Linked DNA regions of Mus musculus: regions 1, 2 and 4 are each linked to region 3. Evidence: chromatin contacts called from public HiChIP or PLAC-seq, capture Hi-C and promoter capture Hi-C data. All regions are on one chromosome and are shown on one strand. Each heading gives the region's core, a stretch centred on a gene start, on an enhancer-like site or on the middle of the called end of the contact. The rest is flanking DNA. Distances are from core to core; before and after follow the strand shown.

Evidence for each region. Promoter capture Hi-C pulls out the DNA fragments that hold promoters and counts their contacts. HiChIP or PLAC-seq counts read pairs in DNA pulled down with a chosen protein or histone mark. Capture Hi-C pulls out chosen DNA fragments and counts their contacts.
Region 1: a contact with region 3 is called in a promoter capture Hi-C map of trophoblast stem cells, with 3 times the contacts expected there. The contact joins the enhancer-like site here to the promoter of Grhpr in region 3. A contact is called at or near these places in 6 of 39 promoter capture datasets (the C10 cell line, the HPC-7 cell line, embryonic stem cells and 2 more), 1 of 115 datasets of contacts at active chromatin or transcription factors (embryonic stem cells) and 1 of 9 other capture datasets (embryonic stem cells).
Region 2: a contact with region 3 is called in an H3K4me3 HiChIP or PLAC-seq map of pro-B cells, with 9 times the contacts expected there. The contact joins the promoter of Melk here to the promoter of Grhpr in region 3. A contact is called at or near these places in 9 of 39 promoter capture datasets (the 3T3-L1 cell line, 3T3-L1-derived adipocytes, the HPC-7 cell line and 5 more), 1 of 484 Hi-C or Micro-C datasets (B cells), 3 of 115 datasets of contacts at active chromatin or transcription factors (astrocytes, bone marrow-derived macrophages and pro-B cells) and 1 of 9 other capture datasets (pancreatic islet).
Region 4: a contact with region 3 is called in a capture Hi-C map of embryonic stem cells, with 4 times the contacts expected there. The contact joins the promoter of Rnf38 here to the promoter of Grhpr in region 3. A contact is called at or near these places in 3 of 115 datasets of contacts at active chromatin or transcription factors (astrocytes, craniofacial prominence and embryonic stem cells) and 2 of 9 other capture datasets (embryonic stem cells and liver).

The regions. Positions count from the first base shown.
Region 1 is chr4:45,582,180-45,586,969 of GRCm38.p6, reverse strand. No RefSeq gene overlaps it. Among named protein-coding and RNA genes, the nearest start is that of Gm22055, 36 kb to the right of the region's middle. Within about 2 kb of position 1,574, at least 61 of the 459 cell types and tissues checked have an H3K27ac peak or open chromatin away from gene starts, as enhancers often do. A contact at or near this core is called in liver and trophoblast stem cells, where this site is marked.
Region 2 is chr4:44,297,691-44,302,708 of GRCm38.p6, reverse strand. Melk (maternal embryonic leucine zipper kinase) reads right to left here and starts at 1,792. Exons shown (of 18, transcript NM_010790.2): 1 at 1,637-1,792.
Region 3 is chr4:44,978,809-44,984,148 of GRCm38.p6, reverse strand. Grhpr (glyoxylate reductase/hydroxypyruvate reductase) reads right to left here and starts at 2,755. Exons shown (of 9, transcript NM_080289.2): 1 at 2,615-2,755; 2 at 1,140-1,270; 3 at 203-275. The coding sequence starts at 2,697.
Region 4 is chr4:44,231,573-44,236,563 of GRCm38.p6, reverse strand. Rnf38 (ring finger protein 38) reads left to right here and starts at 2,659. Exons shown (of 12, transcript NM_001379580.1): 1 at 2,659-3,021. The coding sequence starts at 2,757.

The sequences.
Region 1 (4,790 bases), core at 325-2,824, 600 kb before region 3:
CTGTGCACATACCTCCTCCTTCCCTGTCTCTATCGTATTCTTTTGCTGTCTCTCTCTTCTCTTCCACAGTCTTTGTCATCCCGCGGTCAGTGACGTTGCTCTTGCAATTCCGAAAGCAGGTGCCTACTCCAAGGTGCTCTAGGAAAACCTTTGTTCATGTTCATTTCAACCACACTCGTGGAGCCCCAACAGCCTGCTGGAGAAGGGTGTTCCCAGGGCTGGGAGGGAGTATCCTGGTTTCTTCTTCAACCTTGCCCTGACTTGCTAGGTGATCTTGGCAGCCTCGGTGTCAGCTCCAGCACCTATATATACCACAGGGTATTGAGACCTACTGATCTCACCACTAACCAGCTCTGGCATATTAGGATGGGAAGGACCCAGATGCTCAGACTGCCTAGGCCAACCACTAGGAACCTGTCTGTGGGCACCATCCACCTCTTGCTTTTGTGGGCACCGACTGGGACTTCCCCAAGGTGCCTGTGCCAGCAGGTGTCTCAGCTTTTGCTGATTAAGATCTTGCACTAATCCCTGCTTCCTGCTGCTCCTTTGTGTAAACTCTGAGTGTGCTCTGGGCTTGGCAGCACTTGTGAGCCCTTCAGGAAAACTGTGGTGCTAGGTGGGATGGGACCTTTCACATGTCCCCATTAGAGAGAGAGAGAGACAAAAGCCAGAAGCCCAGAGCCAGGCATCCCTTAGACAATAACTGTGTACGGAATGGTGCCCTGCACAAGCACCTGCTGCAGTCACACCCTGTGTGCCTTCTTCACAGTAAGGAAAGGAAAATGAACGAGTCTTCCTAAGGGAACACAGATGATTCTGCTTCAGGGTAGAACTGAAAAGACTTTTCTTTGAATCAGAAGATCAAGGAAGGCTTCTGAGAAAGTCACTGTGGATCTGAAGCCCAGTGAGCCAGCAGAATTTCACTGCGTGAAGAAGTGAGAAAAGGGGGGGGGGATGGACATCAGGGACAGAAGGAGCAAGAGAATCCGGGGAGCTCTCTACAGTAGCAGCTGAGGAGAGCAAAGGGAGTGGGGAAGCCACAGAGACAAGATTTCCCCGTCTGGAAAGCTCCCTAGTGGGTGGCACGCTCAGATACAGACTTCAGAAAGCTCCCACAGGAGAGCAAAATCCAGCATTTGAGAGGCTGAGGCAGAAGACTCTACCATTCAAGGTCATCCTGGTTTTGTTTTCTGAGAAATGATTTCACAGGTTAACCAGTGAGTGTAAGGGCCTGAAATGGAACAGTGGGAGACCAAAGGTGGAAACTCGCTGAGAAAAACCCAGCTTAGAAGCCAGGCCAGTATCTGAATTCATTTGTGCAATGATTAACACACCCTAGGCTGTAAGGTGAGGGCAACAGGCCTGCGAAGTGAGTCAGAGGCAGGAAGTGAGGGCTGAGCAGAACCTGGCAAAGGAGATGCTCACCTCAGAAAACAAGACTGTCAAGTAGGAAAAGGTGGAAAGAGAAGAATGTCTCAGAATTTCTGTGAAGGAGCCTGTGTTGGAACACACCACACACGGCAGGGCAGTGCGGTCACCTTACAGCGGTGCTGGCAGGGACCTTTGGGACTGCTGGTTTCCTCCTACCTACTGTATGAGTGGGGAAATAGAGATCAAAGAACAAGAGGGCTGCCTGGGTCCCCTGGAAAGCCCGGGAAAGAATCCAGAGCTCTGGCCTCAAAATCCTACTGTTGATCCCCGACTTTACATATTCCCAGGATAGTGTATAACTCCGTCTGGTCAGGAAAGATACAGAGCCACAGGGACTACAGGGAGAGACCCAGAATTCTAGCTTCTATGAAAGCCTAACTCAGAAGGCAGGAATTGTAGAGAGGCAGCGTCAGACTTGTGGTCCATGCAGAACTCAGGAGGATGGAGCTGAGGCAGAGTGGCTACAAAGCTGGAGGGAGAAAGATTTCAAAAGAAAAGCTAGCAAGAACAAACAAACGATGGTCCAGATGGAAGAGAAGAATAATTTGAGTATTGAAGGCTCTGTGGTAGGGCTAGGGGTGTGGCTCAGTGGGTAGGGTGCCTACCTAACATGTGTGAGGCTCTGAGTTCCCTCCCCAAGTACTACATGACCCAAGTATGGTAGCATATGTCTATAATCTGAGCATTAGGGAAGTGGAGGCAGGAGGAACAGGAATTCAAGGTCCAACAGGATTGAATGAGACCCTGTCTCAAAAGAATGAGAGACACAAAGACAGATAGTGGCACAGAGACAGACAGAGAGACAGAGGGAGAGGGGCTCAGGTGATAGTGAACCCATGGGAAGTAGTATTGATAGTTAACAGGTCTGATGGGAGATGGTGTCAAAACAAGAGGCTGCAGGGCTAGAGGAAGCAGAAGACAGAAAGATCCAGCCTATGTTGACGATCTGAGCTTGACTGGGAAACAACAGCTAGTACTTATGCTTGTCACTTCATCCTCCATCACTGGCACAGAGTTCGTTGCTTCATTGGAAATGCACAGATCCTCTGAAAAGATAGGCATCGTGATCCTCCTGATCCTGGCTGCGCAGATCAGCCAGCTGAGTAACAGAGCTGTCAGTACATTTGCCCAAGGCTCCCCAGCTTGTAAATGTCGGATCTAGATTGCAACTCTGCAATTCAGCGATGCCAGTCTTGTTATTGCACTCCAAGGAAAGGAAAGGGATGGGGGTGGGGGAATCACAGAAGAAACATAGACGTCAAGGTGGGAGGGCAGGGGAGGATGAGGGAGGGAGGGAGGGAGGGGGAGGGGGAGGGAGAGGCTGGGATGGTCAGCAAGATGACAAGCTCAAAGCACACTGAGGGAGGTGGGAGGAGCCTTCATTACAAAGTTGCCAAAGTCTCAAACCAAGCAGGAAGTCAGTCTGGAAGCAGGAAGTCAATCTGGAAGCCAGTCTACAGTGGGTTGTGTGAAAGATCACAGCAAACATAGAGGCATCTTGGGTAACAAGAAATTCTTGAGTTTGTGAGGACTCAGACTGCCAGAACACACAGTCCGGAAGCAGGTCCGGCACCCATTGAAGTGGAAAGAGGGCAGTAAAACCTCTGAGAGCATGTGTAGACATTTTGTTGCTGTGTCATAACACCTGAGAAACAACCTAACAGAAGCAGCATTCATTTGGCTCACAGTTTCCAAGCTTTCAGCCCATCCTGGCAGGGGAAGCATCCAAGAGACAGCAGACCACACTCCACTGTCACTGTCACAGCAGGAAAGTCACAACCCACACCTAGGAGGCAGAGAGAGAGAGAGAGAGCTGCTCCCCCCTTCCTTCTGTCTGAGTCCCCCAGCCTAGCGGGTGGTACAGTGCTCACTCAGGGTGTGTCTTCCTCTCTTATTTGACCATCTACAGAAACATCTTCTTTGCTCATCTCAAAGCACCTCAGTCCAATCAAGTGGACACTCCAGATTTATGATCATAGGGCAAATCAAGAGGCTTGCCCTGGCACAGAAGAAGGATGGGCATGCAAGCTTGGTCAGATGTAAGAATGCTTCCACTCCGAAGTCAAGCCTAGTAAGAAAGATATAGGGTAAGGAATGGCTTTGTAAATCTTATAAGGGTCTAAGCTCAGCATATTTAAGGAACTTTAATGTCAACTATTTTTTAAATAAACCCTCTTTTCAGCATCTACAGCCCATGTAGGCCTGCAGGGAACAGGACTTGCAACTGGCAAACGTATCTAGAAGGCTGTGGGGCAAGGCTGCTTTGCTGCCTATAGCAGGTCTCCAGAATGAAAGAGGGCAGGTTGTTTATGCCTGAGATGAAACCAAACTCAGCTTGAGAAAGAGAGAGGTGAACAAAACAACAACAACAACAAACCCACACATATGGTGACTCTTGGTGGACAACAGAACAAAGCTAAAGTATAGGGGAAAGGTTACCAGGACCCGTGGGAACTGTCAAGGTCCACAGCAACCACCATAGCAACCTCCTGAGAAGGCTGTTAAACAGGACCCCAGATATACCACACCCCTCAGGGACTTAAACTAAGGAAAATCAATATATACACGTGAATGTGAATCTAAAACAAAAGACTAAATAACCTAATTACAAAGTGGGCAAGGAATTTGGAAAAAAAACATTTGTCAAAAGAAGCTATGTAAATGACCAACAAACACATGCGAGATTACCTAATGTTATTAGTCACTGGGAAAATGCAGACCAAACTCACAATGAAATATTACTTCACTCCAGGAGGCTATAATAAGAAAAGCAACAACAACAACAATGAATGCAGTTGAGGGTGGGGAGGCGGAAGCCGTCTGCACTGCTAGGGAGAGTGTAAAACGGGGTAGCCACTTTGCAAGACAGTTTGGCAGCTTTGCAACAAGTTAAAAATAGAATTACCATATAGTCCAAATATTTCACTCATAGGCACATACCCAAGAGGGGTAAAAAAGAACACATTTGCTCAAATAAAACTTTTACACCAGTGTTTACAGCAACACAATTTATTAGAGTCAACAGACACGGTAATCTAAACATCTGCCAACCAATGAATGAATGAGGAAAAAGTGCTGTTCCAAACAGCACAGTATCATTCATTCATAAAAGAAAGCCAGTCCTGGCATACTGACAGGGAAACCTACCAATGTCACGGTAAACGAAGCCAGTCACATATGACATCAGACTGTATGACTCCATTTATTTCATTATTTTCTGTTAACTACTTTTTTTTTTCGATTCTTTTTTAGTTTCGTATCTTGCAACCCAGTCCCCCTCCTCTCCCTGTCTCCTTAGATCTGCTCTCTGCCCTTACAACACTTCCCACAAAATAACACACACACACACACACACACAC
Region 2 (5,018 bases), core at 543-3,042, 680 kb after region 3:
GCAGAGGTAACATCTTTAGTCCCAGCACTTGGGAGGCAGAGGCAGGTGGATCTTTGACTTCAAGGCCAGCCTGGTCTACAAAGTGAGTTCCAGGACAGCCAGGGCTACACAGAGCAACCCTGTCTCAAAGCCTCAGCCCACCCCACCCCACCTCCCCCCAAAAGAGACTAGTGATTAGATCATGTTGTAGGTATAAAGCTGGGTCTAAATAACTGTACACATCCCGTTTACCTTCTAGAAATTGGAATACAGAAAGCAAAAATATGATATCTCAGAACTCCTCTAGTTGGTGAAGAAATGGGGTATATGCAATAGAGACACTTTTCTGAAAAAAATAAGAAATTAGCTAGATATTGGGAAATTTGTGATTCTATTAGATAACTGTGGTACATGCCTTTATACCAGCACTCAGGAACAGAGGCAGGTAGGTGCATCTCTGTGAGTTAGAGGCCAGCTTGGACTATACAGTGAGTCCTCATAAAAGGCAAACTGAGGGTATTTTGCTACCAGTATGGTGTTATTTGAGCCATGCTATCACTTACTACAAAACACATTAACTTGCCTCTCGTGCTCATTGACACTGATCTGGTCATTTCAGATGAGAGTGCAGAATGGCTTACAACCTGGCCTTAGAATACAGTTGAGTGGCGGCACCCTTCTGCTCCTTTGCGGAGATTTCTGAGAGCAGCAATAGAGGCATTCATTCCCAAAAGCATTTAGGGACTAACCTGTCCATCTAGTTGGTTCATAATAGATAAAAGGGACAGAGCCACTGTTTCCACGAAGGTGTTTAAGAAGAAACAGAAGCCAAAACATGAACAAAAGTTGGGACTAAATTCTCTAGCCAACGTTTCAGACCCCTCTGAAACCCTCTCTTCCTCCTCCTCCATTAACCACAGAAATCTACCTAAGGTGAGACTAGAACACTCACTACCTCACCTTAGTGTGAGCTCCTGCCTTGGGATGAGAAGCAGGGAACTGCTCCCCTCCACACCCTTCTTGGCAGGAGCCACCTGGCTCCTCCATTTACTGCTATAGCCTCTGGGCGTCCTTACAATACGAGTCTCGGGCCACTTGCTTTAGAGGTGCAAGGTGAGGAAGGATTTGGGCTCTACAAAGGGGTTACACACATTTCTCTTTTAACTGGAATACCCCAGAAAACTGAGTTGAAAAGTGTAAGTGCCTCAAAGCCCATCTCTGAATCGCTTTTGCAGACAGTCAAAAGCACTGAAACAGAACTGGAAATTCCCATTATGGGAGCCTCCGGGGCGTCAAATGCTCTGTCAAACTTTATCAATTACCCGCTGAGCGGGGAATGGGGAGTGGGGAGCGCTCACGCCTGTATCTCCTGCGCTCAGGAAGGTAAGGCAGGAGGATCCAGAATTCAAGGACCACTTTGGCTACAAAGTGAGTTCGAGACCAGTGAGTTCAAGACGCAAGATACATCTCAGAACCCGAGACAAAAAAAAAAAAAAAAAAAAAAAAAAACTACCATCCACCATCTGTGAAAGCCAGGGTCGAAAAACCTAGACGTTCTCACAGAGAACAGTGCTGATGGGTGGAACCCCAGGGAAACTCCGTCTCCCGGCCACGCCCCACGAGGCCCAGAGTGCGGCCCGAGGACGGAAGAACTGACCTGAAGGGCAGCGGGCCCAGCAAGGACCGAACAGGACCGAACAGGACAGAAGGTGAAGCAGCCGGCTGCAGAGTCTAGCAAAGCCGGAACAAGTCGGTGGGAATTTCTGCAGGATTCAAGTTCCAGCAGCTTCCGCCCGCCAAAGGAATCAAACCTCGCGGGCCGGAAGAGGCGGGGCCCAAGGGAGCCCAGTCCCAGGGAGGTGGGGCGGGGCCGGGAGAAAACTGGGCGGAGCGATGGTGGGGCGGGGCGAGATAGGCTCAAACTTTTGATGGGATACTAAATGTGTAGGATGTCAAATGCTCAGGATCGGTGATGGTGAAGACTTTAAGATACTGACTTAAGCCTCAGTACATGGGAACGCCAGGGCCAAGAAGTGCGAGTGGGAGGGTAGGGGAGTTGTGGGGGGGGGAGGGTATGGGGACTTTTGGGATAGCATTGGAAATGTAAATGAAGAAAATACCTAATTTAAAAAAAAAAAAAAGATACTGACTGAAGACTTAAGGCCTTGCCTCCTTCTTTCTTTTTTTTTAAGAATATTTTTATTTTTTTAAAAATACCATTATTCTTCGACACTTTCATACACGTATACAATGTATGTTGATCATATCCACTTTATTCTCCCTTCTTGCTCCCCACACCACCCAAAACCCTCTCTCATCTTCACTTCCTTTTTTTTTTTTAATAGTTTGCCTTTACTAACTGCAGTGTGCATATCTCATAGGGACAAGGAAATTTTTTCCAGAAGACATTGACTTGCTAAGTTTTCATATTTTAATCCCAGCACTTTGGAGGCAGAGGCAGGCAGATTTCTGAGTTCGAGGCCAGCCTAGTCTACAGAGTGAGTTCCAGGACAGCCAGGACTACACAGAGAAACCCTGTCTCGAAAAACAAAAACAAAACAAAAAAAAAAAGTTTTCATATAATTAAGTTTTTTATGTTCTTAATTTTTCATTACATTCATTTATTCGAGTGCGTGCTTGTGGGAAGGGGGGCACGTGTCACTTCACACCTGTGGCAGTTAGAGGACAACTTTCAAGAGTTGGTTCTCTCTTGCCACCTAATGGGTCTAACTAATCAAGTCAAGCTGTCAACTTGGTACCAATTGCCATTACCCATTGACCCCTCTTTCCCCTGATCTTTTTCCCCCTTCTGGTTCATGGGAGGGCTCTCCCTGGCCTTGGCTATTCTAAGCAAGAGCTCTAACATTGTGCCACTTTTCCCTGTGCATCTCATAATTCTTACTAAAATCTGTTGCTATAAGTTATAAAACCTTAGGAACTAAATTAACTACCCATCAAGATGCTAGCAATGTGGCTCATGGGTAAAGATACTTGCCACCAGCCCTGAAAACCTAAATTCAATCCCCAGAAATCTGACTTCCTCATTTACCCCTCCCTGCAAACAAATACAGAAATGATTTTTGGAAAAAAAGAAAAAGAAAAAAGAAAGAAAGAAAAATTCAATGCGCCATAAACACCCAGTATGCCAATAGAAGTATTTTTCATCATAGCATCCCTATTATACCTAGTCATGAGCTTGGTCATTATAAAACTTACATAGGTTGCATGAGTTAAATTGTAGTGACAGCCCAAACCAGAAAAATATTAGAGCCGGGCGTGGTGGCACACACCTTTAATCCCATCGCTCAGGAGGCAGAGGCAGGCTGATTTCTGAGTTCGAGGCCGGCCTGGTCTACAAAGTGAGTTCCAGGACAGCCAGGGCTACACAGAGAAACCCTGTCTCGAAAAAAAACAAACAAACAAAAAGAAACCCTGTCTCAAAAAATATATATATTAGGAGTTACAACCATGGGGAAGAAAAAAATAAAGATGCATATGTATTTGCATCTTTATAATTATTTGACACTCAGCAGTTAATTCACATCTTCATGGACTGTCTGGTTTTGAAAGTAGCTACCAAAGAGACAGAGGGTACCAATGTACAGAGCTTTTTAGTGAGCCCTCCCCACAGATAATCATAAAGCAGAATACAACATGGGGCGTGCCCTAGTGCAATTTTGTTGAACCTGTATCAATGGACACATTTAGAGTCCCAATCTCTTTCATGAAGCCTGTCCAAGGGCAGGCTTTTAGAAACCTATTTCATAGATGAGCTTGTGTTTGCTAATGGTTCCATCACCATTTATTGATGACATACTGCCCCTTCTCACACACTTCTACAAAGGAACTATTTCACTGGCTCCCAGTTTTGATTAGTATTGTTGTCAACTTGACACAAACTAGAGGTATCTGGGAAGAGGGAACTTCAACTGAGAAAATGCCTCCTGAGCTGGAGAGATGGCTCAGTGGTTAAGAGCACTATCTGCTCTTCCAGAGGTCCTGAGTTCAAATCCCAGCAACCATATGGTGGCTCACAACCATCTATAATGAGATCTGATGCCCTTTTCTTGTGTCTGAAAACAGTGTACTCACATAAAAAAATAAATCTTTGAGAGAGAGAGAGAGAGAGAGAGAGAGAGAGAGAGAGAGAGAATGCCTCCCATTGGATAGGCCAGCAAGTGGGGCATTTTCTTTTTTTCTTTTTCTAATTTTTAGTTTTTACTTAATTTTGTTTTATGTGTATGTGTATGTGTATGTGTGTTTTGCCTGTGTAGATATCTTAGCACCACATGTGTGCAGTGCCTCCAAAGACCAGAAGAGAGTGCTTCTGATAACCTAGTTTAGGCACCACAGGGATGCTAGGAATTGAACCCCTGTCCTCTGGGAGAGCAGTCAACGTTCTTAAGCATTGAGCCATCCCCTCAGTCCTTATATGGAGCATTTTCTTGATTGATGATTGATGTGAACGCTTCAAATTGTTGTAGGTAGGGCCACCACTGGGCAGATGGTCCTGGGGTGTGTAAGAAGTCAGGCTGAGCAAGCCATGAGGAGCAAGCCAGTCAGCAGCACTCCTCCATGGTCTCTAATCCTACCTTCCTCATTCCTGCCTTGAGTTCTTTCCTTGCCTTTTCCCAATGATGTCTAAGCCAAATAAACCCTTTGCTCCTCAGATTGCTTTGGTCATGATGTTTTACATAGCAATAGAGAGCAAACTAGAATACCCCTAGATATTTAGTTTATAATAGTGAAGGGTTTTAGGATTCTGGATAGAAGATTTTCAAGCAAAGGGGGAAACTTAAGGTAATATAAAGGATGGAAATATGAAGAGTGGGGAAAAGAGAAAGAAACTGTGTGAATGATAAAGAAACAGTTTGTGCGCTGGCGAGATGGCTCAATGGTTAAAGAGCACTAACTGCTCTTCCATAGGTCCTGAGCTCAATTCCCAGCAACCACATGGTGGCTCACAACTGTTGGTAATGGGACCTGACACCCTCTTCTGGTGTGTCTGAAGACAGCTACAGTGTACTCATATAAATAAA
Region 3 (5,340 bases), core at 1,506-4,005:
AAAGGATAGCGACCATGTCAGGGTATGGTCCTGGGTCACCATGGCTTCTGACCTTCTGGGTTTAAGTGGCTTGTGCACATGTGGATATTTAGCATTGGCCACCTGGTGCTCTCATGGAGGCAGCAGAGAGCTCCTCTCGCCCGCTCTGCTCATCCCAGCCTCATCCCGGGCAGGCTCTGTCTGGAGTCCCAGTTGTACTCACCGCTTCTTGATTTCATCCAAAGCCAAGTGGTCGACCCCCACAGACAAGGTGCTGATGACTCTGAGGTTGGCTCCTGTTGTGCAGAAAACACGTGTCTGTCCTCGTGGAATTCAAAGCCACGCACTGGGTCGATCCCAGGAATACCTACTTATCATGTCTTAGATGACAGGAAGAGGCTGCTATCTTTGTCCCTTGTACTAAGATGATCCCCCTCTGCCACCTACAACAGACACTCAGGGAGTGTCCCGTCCCAGTCGCAGGACATTCCTCGGGTCATTTCAGGGCTCTTACCCTCACCCACCAGTGGCCTTGGGTCCCCTTTAGCCACATCAAAGGCCTCTCCCCATGGATACTCCAGAAGTGCTGAGGTGGCTGGGGCGTGGCCTTCTCACGAGCTCTCTTCCACTAAAGTCAAGGCCAGAGTGAGAGTGTCTCTGCACCGAATCTGGCGGCCTTGGGTCTGAAGTGCTCTTTAAACTGCCACTGTATAATCCACAGAATGATGTTCACCCTATCCAGGAATGAGGCCTGGGGCCACAGCTGCGTGCACACTCCATGGGTATCCATCGGTGCTAGGCACAGACAGTGCTGGGCCCTCTGCCCTGCAGCACACAGGCCCAGAGAGATCTCAAGGTCACAAAACAAGGCTCTGGCACAGTAGAGAGGTTCAGAGCCCAGGATACCCTCCTCCACCCCCTACCCCATCCCCACTCCCACACAGGCAACACAAGGTCTTTGCCCTCTTGGAGCCTCCTGGAAACTTAAAAGCCAGATTGGGGACAACACGGGCCAGGTAGAGCTACTGTTGGGGACACCCTCAGAAGACAGGAAAATACATCAGATCAGCTCAAAGGCCGGCTGCAGAGAGCTGAAGTGCTTGCCCTGATAAGACCCTCCCCCGACCTCAGAACTTTGCTCAGGCTGACTCAGGACATACCTGCGGCATCCAGAAGTTTCTTGTCCACACGGTCAGAGAGGCGGCAGAGCAAGCCATGGGCCCCCACCACACCTTGCTCCAGATCCTTTCTGGGGATGGGGTCATCCGAATTCCACTGTTCCACCTCACAGCTGGAAGCAAAAGGCAGCCACTCAAAGGATGCAGGGAGCCTCCGAGGTCCTACAGCATGCACAGCTAGCAAACATGGCCTTCCACCTGCTATGGCCTTAGGCTAGCCTTTGTTAAGGTCATTCGTGGGGAGCCTCAGAACTGTCTGGAGTGTAGTTGAGGAGGGGGTGAAGTGCTGCCAAAGTGGGGAACACTGACAAGAGCTGAAGGCTCCTCTGGTCACGGGAGCACTTGAGTGTGCTTCCTTAGTAGCCTCAAATGTGAGGTGCTCCTCCAAACCCTTCCGTTGCACTCAGAGCAGTCCAGGTGTGTGCACACAGGAGACACTGGACAGTGGCTGGCAGGTCCCCAGGTCCATCTGTCTCTGCTCCTCAGCACCAAAAGTACCAACAAAACAAGTCCTTGGGAAAAACTGTACTGTGCTAGAAAAAATTTCGAAACAAGTCACAGTCCCCAAACCATCAGAATTTAATCCCAGCATTCAAAACGCAGAGGCAGACGGATCTCTATAAGTTCAAGGGCAGCCTGATCTACAAAGCCAGTTCCCGGACAGGCAGGGCTGCTACACAGAGAAATCCTGTCTTGAAAAAAAAAAATCAGGAAACAAACAAACAAAAACTGACTGCCGAGCACTCTCACCTCCTCCCAAACTGGCATGGTAACACAAAGCCGGCAGGACAAAGTGACCCGCCTGCAGCGGATGAGGACTAAGCATAAGGGCCAGGCCTGCCACCTGGAGCTGAGTGACCCCAGGGCAAGGTACAACAAGCCCATCCAGACTGTTTTCAAGTGATGCAGAAATTCTAAAGCTGACTTCACAGTCTGTGTTCACAGCTCCTGGCAAGGCTACCCACTAAACAAGGTTCAATAGGAAGAGAACAGTCATCAAATGGCCCCATCGAGTATCCAAGGAGGCAAGCCAATGACTGTCATAGTCCCTGAACACTACTTCTGCCTGCCAGCTAACCCTCAGTGGGTAAAATTCACAGCCTGCACCTTGCCCCATAGGCAATCTCACTTCACTGAAACATGGAGACCAATAGCCTGGGGCCCGGAGCAAGCTGCCTCCCGGAGAACTACGGCCCCAAACTCCAAGCCAGCCCCTTGGGGACACAGCTGGCAACACCTGAGCAAAGTCCCCATGCGCCAGAGCCACCCTCTCGGGTCCTGGCTCCGCTTCGCCTGCCTGCCAGGCACCCGGCTCTTGAGAGGTGGCCCCCAGCCCTGGGACAGCTCTGGAAGCCCTAGCGGCGTGTCTCCATGGGTGCAGGGGTGTTTGAGGTTAGGTGGACAGGACAGCGTGCCAGGGGCACGGCTGCAGCCCCCGTACCGACGCGGGCGCTTACTCTGCGGCCTGGGCGAGCGCAGCCCTGCCCTCGGCAGGCAACGGGCCAGTGACGAACACCTTCATGAGTCGCGCCGGTTTCATAAGACCCGCAGCAGCAAACACGTACCAGGCTGGCCTTGCAGGAGACGACGGAAGTGTGGGCGGGGCCGGCGTTAGGGGCGGGGCCGGCGCTGGGGGCGGGGCCGAGCCCGGGACCTCTATGGTCTGGTATAGCTGTGGCTGTAGCTTTGGAGACCAAGTGTCCCGGATAGAGGCTCTGTGTTAGTGTGGGTTGAGTGTAGGACTTGGAGAGCCTTCTTTGGTGTGTGTGCTTTCAAGAGTAACATGGCCTCGAGACTGTCAAACACCACTAGGAGCCTGGAGTGAGGGGCATTATGAGGAGGGACCTGTGAGAGAGACCTCTCTGACTATGCTGTCGGTATTGGCAAAGGAGAAAGCCCTGTGAGGCCTATCTTAGCCAAACTATCCCAGAGGCTTCTGGTTAAACACACGGAATTCTAAGCCGAGCCTGACCTGCATGCTGAGGGAGGAGACTGAGGGAGAGGGTCTGAGTCCAGACATTATAGCTTTAATACTTAGAATGATTCCTTACTGGGACTTTACAATTGTGATGATATTTTAGCCCATCACGGGCCACCCAGGCGAGCTAGACACAAGTGCTAACTGTCTGGAAGCAGTTCCTGAGCAAGCAGGGACCAGGTATGCTGAGCCACGGGTAGATCCAGGGTTTGCAGGTAGATGGGACTGAGTCTGGATCTTGGCTTTAACCCTTTCCAGTTGTTTGACCTTTAACCCTAATCTGCATTCCCACCCCTGTTTCTTCAGGCACATCGTGAGGTTAGCATTTCCTTTGAAGGTTGTTTTCACTACTGAACAGGGGTGCTTAGCCTGAGGGTGGCAGAGCTCAAGCTGCAATGCCCAGATGCCTGGGGCTAAATGCCCGATTCACCACCGTGAGCAATTATTAAACGTTGTGTGCCTCCATGTCTTCCTTATCTGTCCCATGGGGATTGTAGTAATGCTTGCCTTGGCTTGTTGAGAGATGAAGTATGTACTGTGCTTATAATAGAGACTAAGGCAGGCATGGCGATTATGCTTATAATCCGGCATTCAAGAGGTAGAGGCAGGACTGTTCAAGGCCAGCCCAGACTTTACGGCAAATGATGCAGATCCTGAAGGCGGTTTAGGACTAGCTCAGGGCCCCAGGCCTGTCCTTCAGCTCTGCAACCTCACTTCAGTCCAAGGGCTGCTCAGTGACTTGGTCTCTGGTCTGGAAGGGCGCCAAGGACAACACAGTGTACTCTTCACTGATTTTATGGGGACCCATGAGGACTCTAGTACAACACACACGCAGTGTTGACAGATGTCAACTGGGCCATTTGGGATGTTTATTTATTTATTTATTTATTTATTTGAAACACATAGTCCCCACCAGCCTCCAGCTAGCAGGAGATGGCCTTGAACTTGCCGGAATTACATGTACCTAGCACACTTCCTGTTCCTATCTGGGTCCAGGCCAAGGCTTTGCACAACCCTTCCCGTCCTAAGTAATACATTAATGTCTCCCCTACTGACCCGTTTGCTAGGTCACTGAGGGGAAAGGAAAGGTCCTGAAATTTGTCAAACATTGACACAAGGTGTTTTCGTGTCCCCAGGCCAGGCCTGCTGGGCTCGGCTCAGCTCTCTCCACATACCCAGGACAGGCAAGGACAGTAGGGCACTGGACACACATGTCAACAGGGGCCGTGTGGGTCGCTCCCTCAAGGCAAATCGTCAGCTGACATTCAGAGGGTACTATAGGTTGGAAAGAATGTGAAAAGAGACCACAGAGCCAGCCAAAGGGCCTACAGCCTGCCCTCCACTTCAGAGGCTGAAGCCAAAGAACACCGGGCATTGACAATGTTTATGGAGGCCTTAGTAAGCTCAGAAGACTGCCGTACCAAACACTTTTCCTGGGAACTCCCCAGTGGCCACGTTTCCCCAATCTACAGACACTGAGGATGAGAGTGGGACAAAAAGCTGCTCAAAGTCACACAGCCGCTAAGAGGCAGTGCTTTCACCACCCAGAACATGTTGTAGGAGGTGGGTACAGGGCACCAGAGAAGAACAGCTTTTGGCACCGGCTTGGGAGAACTTCCAGAGGGGCAGCACCGTGATTAGAAGTGGGCACCAGGAGAGGACGGGGAATGACAGGCGCCTGGGTATGTGGGCTGACAGAAGAGACCCCGAAGCTCAGTGTATGGTGGGTTGAAGCTGAGGAGCCTCATCCAGGAAATTGTCACAGTGGAAGACTCTGTCTCTGTCCCTGGACATCAGTTTGAATACAATTTCTCTTTCTCACAATACCCAAGCTGCCTCAAAATGGCTTTCAAAATGGTCTGCCACCGGACCTTCATTTTACATCCTGATTAGCTGAAGTCCCTAAACTTTTTCTGGCAGCTATGTCAGCTGTTTGCCTCCAGCTTCTGGTCAGCCAGTATGGCCTCTATAGTCGCTTCAACCCTTTTCTAGCCACCTGTAACCTGCCCAGATAATTTTGTGTAATGTATTAATATTAGAAAGACCAGGCTACCCAGTGTGGTGATGAATATTTGGAAGCTCAACTCAGAAGGCTGAGGCAGAATTGTCATGAGTTTGAGGCTAGCCTGGGCTACAGAGTGAGTTTGTGGCCAGCCTGAGACACAAGGTGGGACCCTGCCTCAAGAAAGAAAGAAGGGAGTTGGC
Region 4 (4,991 bases), core at 1,410-3,909, 750 kb after region 3:
TTCTGTTGTTCTTTACAGATGAATAATGCTGCACTGTGTACATATCCAGCATTTCAACTCCCCAGTTTGGGGGTTGGGGGTTTAGCTAGGTGGTAGAGAGCTAGCATAGCAAACGCAAGGTCATGGGTTCAGTCCTCAGCGCTGAAAAATAAAACAAAAATAAACAAACAAACAAAAAACCCCAAAATAACCAAAAGATCAACTTCCCAGTTTGATCTCCTCACAATCTTTTCTTCCTTCTGACCTCTGCAGCACCTCCTTAGTGATCAACCCTATTGATCTCTTACACCTGCGGGTTTTCTACACCCATAGATTTAGTCTCTCTCACTAATCACCAATGGAGAATGGCCAGTGGGCCACAGCAGGCAGGAGGGCCCAGGCTTTCATGATGTCTTAGGGGGTGTGGCGATGACTCAGGGCTTTTGGGCCCTCTCTCATTTCTTCCTGGTCTCAAGGCATCCTTTGATGGGTTCTTTGGGCTGACTAGACTACACTGCTAGTCTGTTCTTTCTCTTTAGGGTGGTCACTTAAGACATTTGCTCTAGCTTGGAGCTGTAAGAGATGACTCTGGGGTGTTGACTGTGGGGATAAAAAGAGACTAACCTGGCTGGGTGGTGGTGGCTCACGCCTTTAAGTCACAGCACTCAGGATACAGAGGCAGACAGATGAGTTCAAGGCCAGCCTGGTCTACAGCCTGAGTTCCAGGTCAGCCAGGGCTACACAGAGGAAACCCTGTTTTGAAAAACAAACAAAACAACAATAACAACAAAAACAGGGTAAACAATGCTCAAGATGGCTGCGATTCATGAAAGGGACGATGCCTCTGGACAGTAGTTTACAGATGTTCTTCAGTGGCCTTATTAGGATGGAGGCCCTGGCCTGAAAATACATTATCTGACTCTCCTGTGACAAGAAACTCAGGGATGAAATGCAGGAAAATTTAGGTCCTTTGGTCAAAGATAATCTCACTGTGTTTCAGTACAGCTTCCCCGAGCTGTCCTTCTTGGTGAACTACTCATCCTTAAGATCTTTTTTATTTTATTTTATTTTATTTTGGTTTTTCGAGACAGGGTTTCTCTGTATAGCCCTGGCTGTCCTGGAGCTCATTTTGTAGACCAGGCTGGCCTCGAACTCAGAAATCCGCCTGCCTCTGCCTCCTGAGTGCTGGGATTAAAGGCGTGTGCCACCACGTCCGGCTCTTAAGATCTTTAAAAGGTTTGTTGTTGTTGTGTGTGTGTGTGTGTGGTTTTTTTTTGTTTTGTTTTGTTTTTGTTTTTTGAGATAGGTTCTGTGTAGCTCAGAAATTTGACTACAAATATCTCAAGTGACCAAGAATGATCTTCTCTGATGCAATTATCATCCATAACTTCTAAGACTCTCTGACCTCCAAGGAGATTGCAAGCTCTCTGAAGGCCTGGACAATATCGTTATTATCGTCGTAGCTTCATTTCTGAGCACCGCTAATGACCGGATAGATGAAAGACAATGCATCATCTAGTGTCAACTGCGGACTTGGAAATGTCTGTTGCCAAAGATCGTCTGCTTTGCCCTCCCAGTCTTTCTTTGCATGGTGCAGGGAAAAAGCTGAGGCTAATTTTTATTAAAACAATCTAGCCAGCAGCTTAGCTGCACCCTTACCCACATGCCTGTACTTAGAGACTCTACTCAGCACATGGTTGGGTTTATTTTGCTCTTCCATGGATAACGCCGAGAGCCAGAGAATGATGGGAAGATAATCGGTTCAGCCGCCAACATCGCATTTGAGAAAAGAGGGCAGACCGGGGGGAGGGGGAATGATGGTGTTTTGAATCCTCAGAAATCTTCCCCAAATAATAGGAAAGCCTTCAGTACAGCTCCGAATGTTTCCTCACTTCGAAGCCTCTTCCTCTTCTGAGATTAGGCCCAGTTGCCTGGACGGCTTCCTGTCAGGGCTTTCCCGACAAGGGTATTTAAAGTGAGAAAGAGGAAGAGAAAGTCGGAGACAGGGGCGAGGACCACCGCTGAGTCGGACTGGCTTCTGCTGGGAATTCAAGATGGGTCTCCAGGACTCAGGGAAGGGCGCTCGTTCATCTCCAACTCTTGCGTCTCCGCCTCTGCGGTTCTCTAGGGCTCCGCGGAGACTGATCTATCACCAATCAGCCTCAGAAGCGAAGAGAGAGTTTCTTTCCTAAGTGTCTCAAAAGCACAAACTTTGAGGAGACAACCGGGAGGGAGGACCGACGTGCAGGGGGCAGAGGCAGGAAGCAAGCAGGCAGGCAGGCGCAGGGAAGGCAGAGGAACGCCCGGCAGGCTGAGGCTAACCGGGGCGGACCGGGGTACACTCCCCAGCGCAGACACCGCCCGAGGCAGCAGAGCGGCAGGGCCTGCGCAGCGGTCGGCCTGGCCTCCGAGGCCCGCGGCCGCGCCCCGGAGGCGGGCCGGGGGCGGGGCAGCACCGGGCTGGGGCGCAGATGCCGAGAGCTTTGGCCCGGGCCTCCCCGCTTGGGCGGGCCGCGGCTGCTGAGGATCCCCCTAGACGCCGCCCGGGAGCCACGGCCCGGAGCCCAGCGCTCATTGGCGGCGCGGCGCGGTCTCCCCGCCCCCCGGCGTCCCCGCCCCCTCCGCCGCCGCCGCCGCCGCGGCTCGGCTCCGCCTCCTGGCCCGCCGGGAGCCGCCTCCGTCGCCGCCACAGCCTCCTTCGCCGCCGGTCCGGGCCCAGCCAGCGCCCGCCGCGCCGGAGTCGAGTCGCAGTCCGAGCCGCTGCCCGCGGCCCCGCCATGAGCGGAAGCGCCGCCGCCGCGGTCGCGGTCGCCGCCGCCGCCGCCGCCTCAGCCGCCGCCGCCGCGCACTTCCAGCCTCGGTCGTCGTCTCCCAGGCCGGGGCCCGCCGAGCTCGGGCCCCCCCGCCGCCCGCGCCCCCCGCCGCCCCCGCCGCCGCCCCGGCCCGAGCCCATCACCGCCGGCCGCCTTAGCCCTCCGGGCCACGGGCCTCTTCGGAGCGGGGCGCAGGGTGTCGGTGCCTGCGGCAGAGCGCCCGGAGCAGGTACGGGGTCTGCCGGCGAGGCGGGGCGGGGCGGGGCGGGCTGTGCGGGGAGGGGTGAGGGTCAGTCCGGGGCAAGGGGTCCCGCGGAGAGGGAGGAGCCTTGCCCGCCACAGCTTTGTCCAGCCCGGGAGACCCCGGGAGCCCTGCTCCTCCGCCGGGCAGAGCGCCTCACAAAGCGTTTTCGCACCCGCTGGGCAGCCCCTTCCTGCGGGGTGGGCAGGGCAGGACCTCGTGAGGAATCGGCTCTGCCGGGGAGGAAACTGAGGCTTACCGGGGGAAGTGACTTGCCCAAGGTCACAAAGCCAGCTAGAGTCGTGTCTTGGCTGAGAACCAGGGCCACCCTGGAGCTGGCGCGGGCCGTCAGCCGAGGGGGCTGGGAGGAGGAGGCAGAGTCCCCAGCCCCTGAGTCTGGAGTGGTAGGAAGAAGGGGGTTGGGGCCTGCGCCCTGGCACACCCACCAGGGTAGCTAACCTATGCTAAGCTGACCAGGACAGGTAGGAAGGAGAAACAGGAGCTGCCTCGGGAGCTTAGTGCCCTGGGGAGCCGATTTTGGGAGCTGGAGCGAGCAGGACTCCTGCCGGGGGCGGGGAGGGGGATGTGCTCCGAGAGGGTTTTATTGAGGTAGTGGAGTAGAGCTTTGGAAACTTGACTCGGGGACCGTTTGGCCCTCTCCAGGTCAGCCTTCTCACTACTGCATAGGCTAAGCCAGCCCAGCGGGAATGAAAGGGAAGGAGGCCTGTTTATACAGTGTCTTTTTCCAGGAAATTGCCCGAGTTTTGTTTATGCCCGGAACAGAAATACATAACTGGTCCTGGTAAAAGCATGCATGCGACAGAAGGCCATCCGAGCCTTTTCTAGATGGTCTGGACTTAACACACTTGGAGAATTCTCTGAGGAAGAGCAGCTGTCCTAGAAGGGGGAAGGAAGTTGGGAGGGTTAGGACAACTCACCCTCCTGCCTGCTTTACAATTCAGGAGGAATCCATTCTTACTTGGGGTGATTAGGCGAGTTGCTTTTACTCTGCGTGCATCTTAGAAAAGGCGAGGGGATAATAATTATTTCCAGAGGAGAAAGCAATGGAAGGATAGCAGGCAATGAGGAAAGATCAGTAGAAGCTGTGGAATGGGGAAAAAGAGAGGGTATGTAGTTATTGTGGGGGAAGGGAGATAAAGGGATTGCTGAAGGGGAGGGAGGAGAGCAGATAGCTTAGAGAAAAAGACTGGGATGCTTCCAAAAGGCAAGCAAAGCAAATAGGGTAAGTTTGAAGTGAGCCTCTTCAAGCTGAGCGCTGTCTACAATATAGAGTTTTCCTATGGGTCTGACATAATTTTGTGTGTGGTTTTTTTTTTTTTTTTTTTTTTTGGTTTTGTTTTGGTAAGGACAGTTGTAATATGTTATAGACTCATGCTGCCCTTAACTTCACCTACTTTCTTCATTCTCATCCCTAAGGATACAGACCCTAGAGTGCCTAAGGTATTGTCTTGAAAGTAAGGCTTGACAAAAGAAGGAAGAGAAAGACTAATTAGCAAGTGAATTAATTAAGGCCTTTTCTCCAGATTGATTCCTTAAAGTCAGCTGTTTCTTTACTGTCCTGCACTGTACCTGAGCTTTCTGTCTTGGGTGCTGTTGGAAGGCTGCTTTGGGGTTGTGGTCCCAGCACTAGGAAGACTGAGGGATTAAGAGTTTCAGGCCAGCTGGTCACCGCAGCAAGTGGGAAGCCTGGTCAATTTAGGAAAAATCCTAGGATTTTGTTACAGATTTGCATGTGTGTATGTGTGTGTGTGTGTGTGTGTGTGTGTGTATGTATGTATGTATGTATGTGTTTAAAGATTTATTTATTTATCTATTTATCTACTTATTTGTGTGTTTTCAAGATAGGGTTTTTCTAAGCCTTCCCTAGCTGTCCTGGACTTGCATTGTAGACTAGGCTGGCATCGAACTCACAGATCCACCTACCTCTGCCTCCTGAG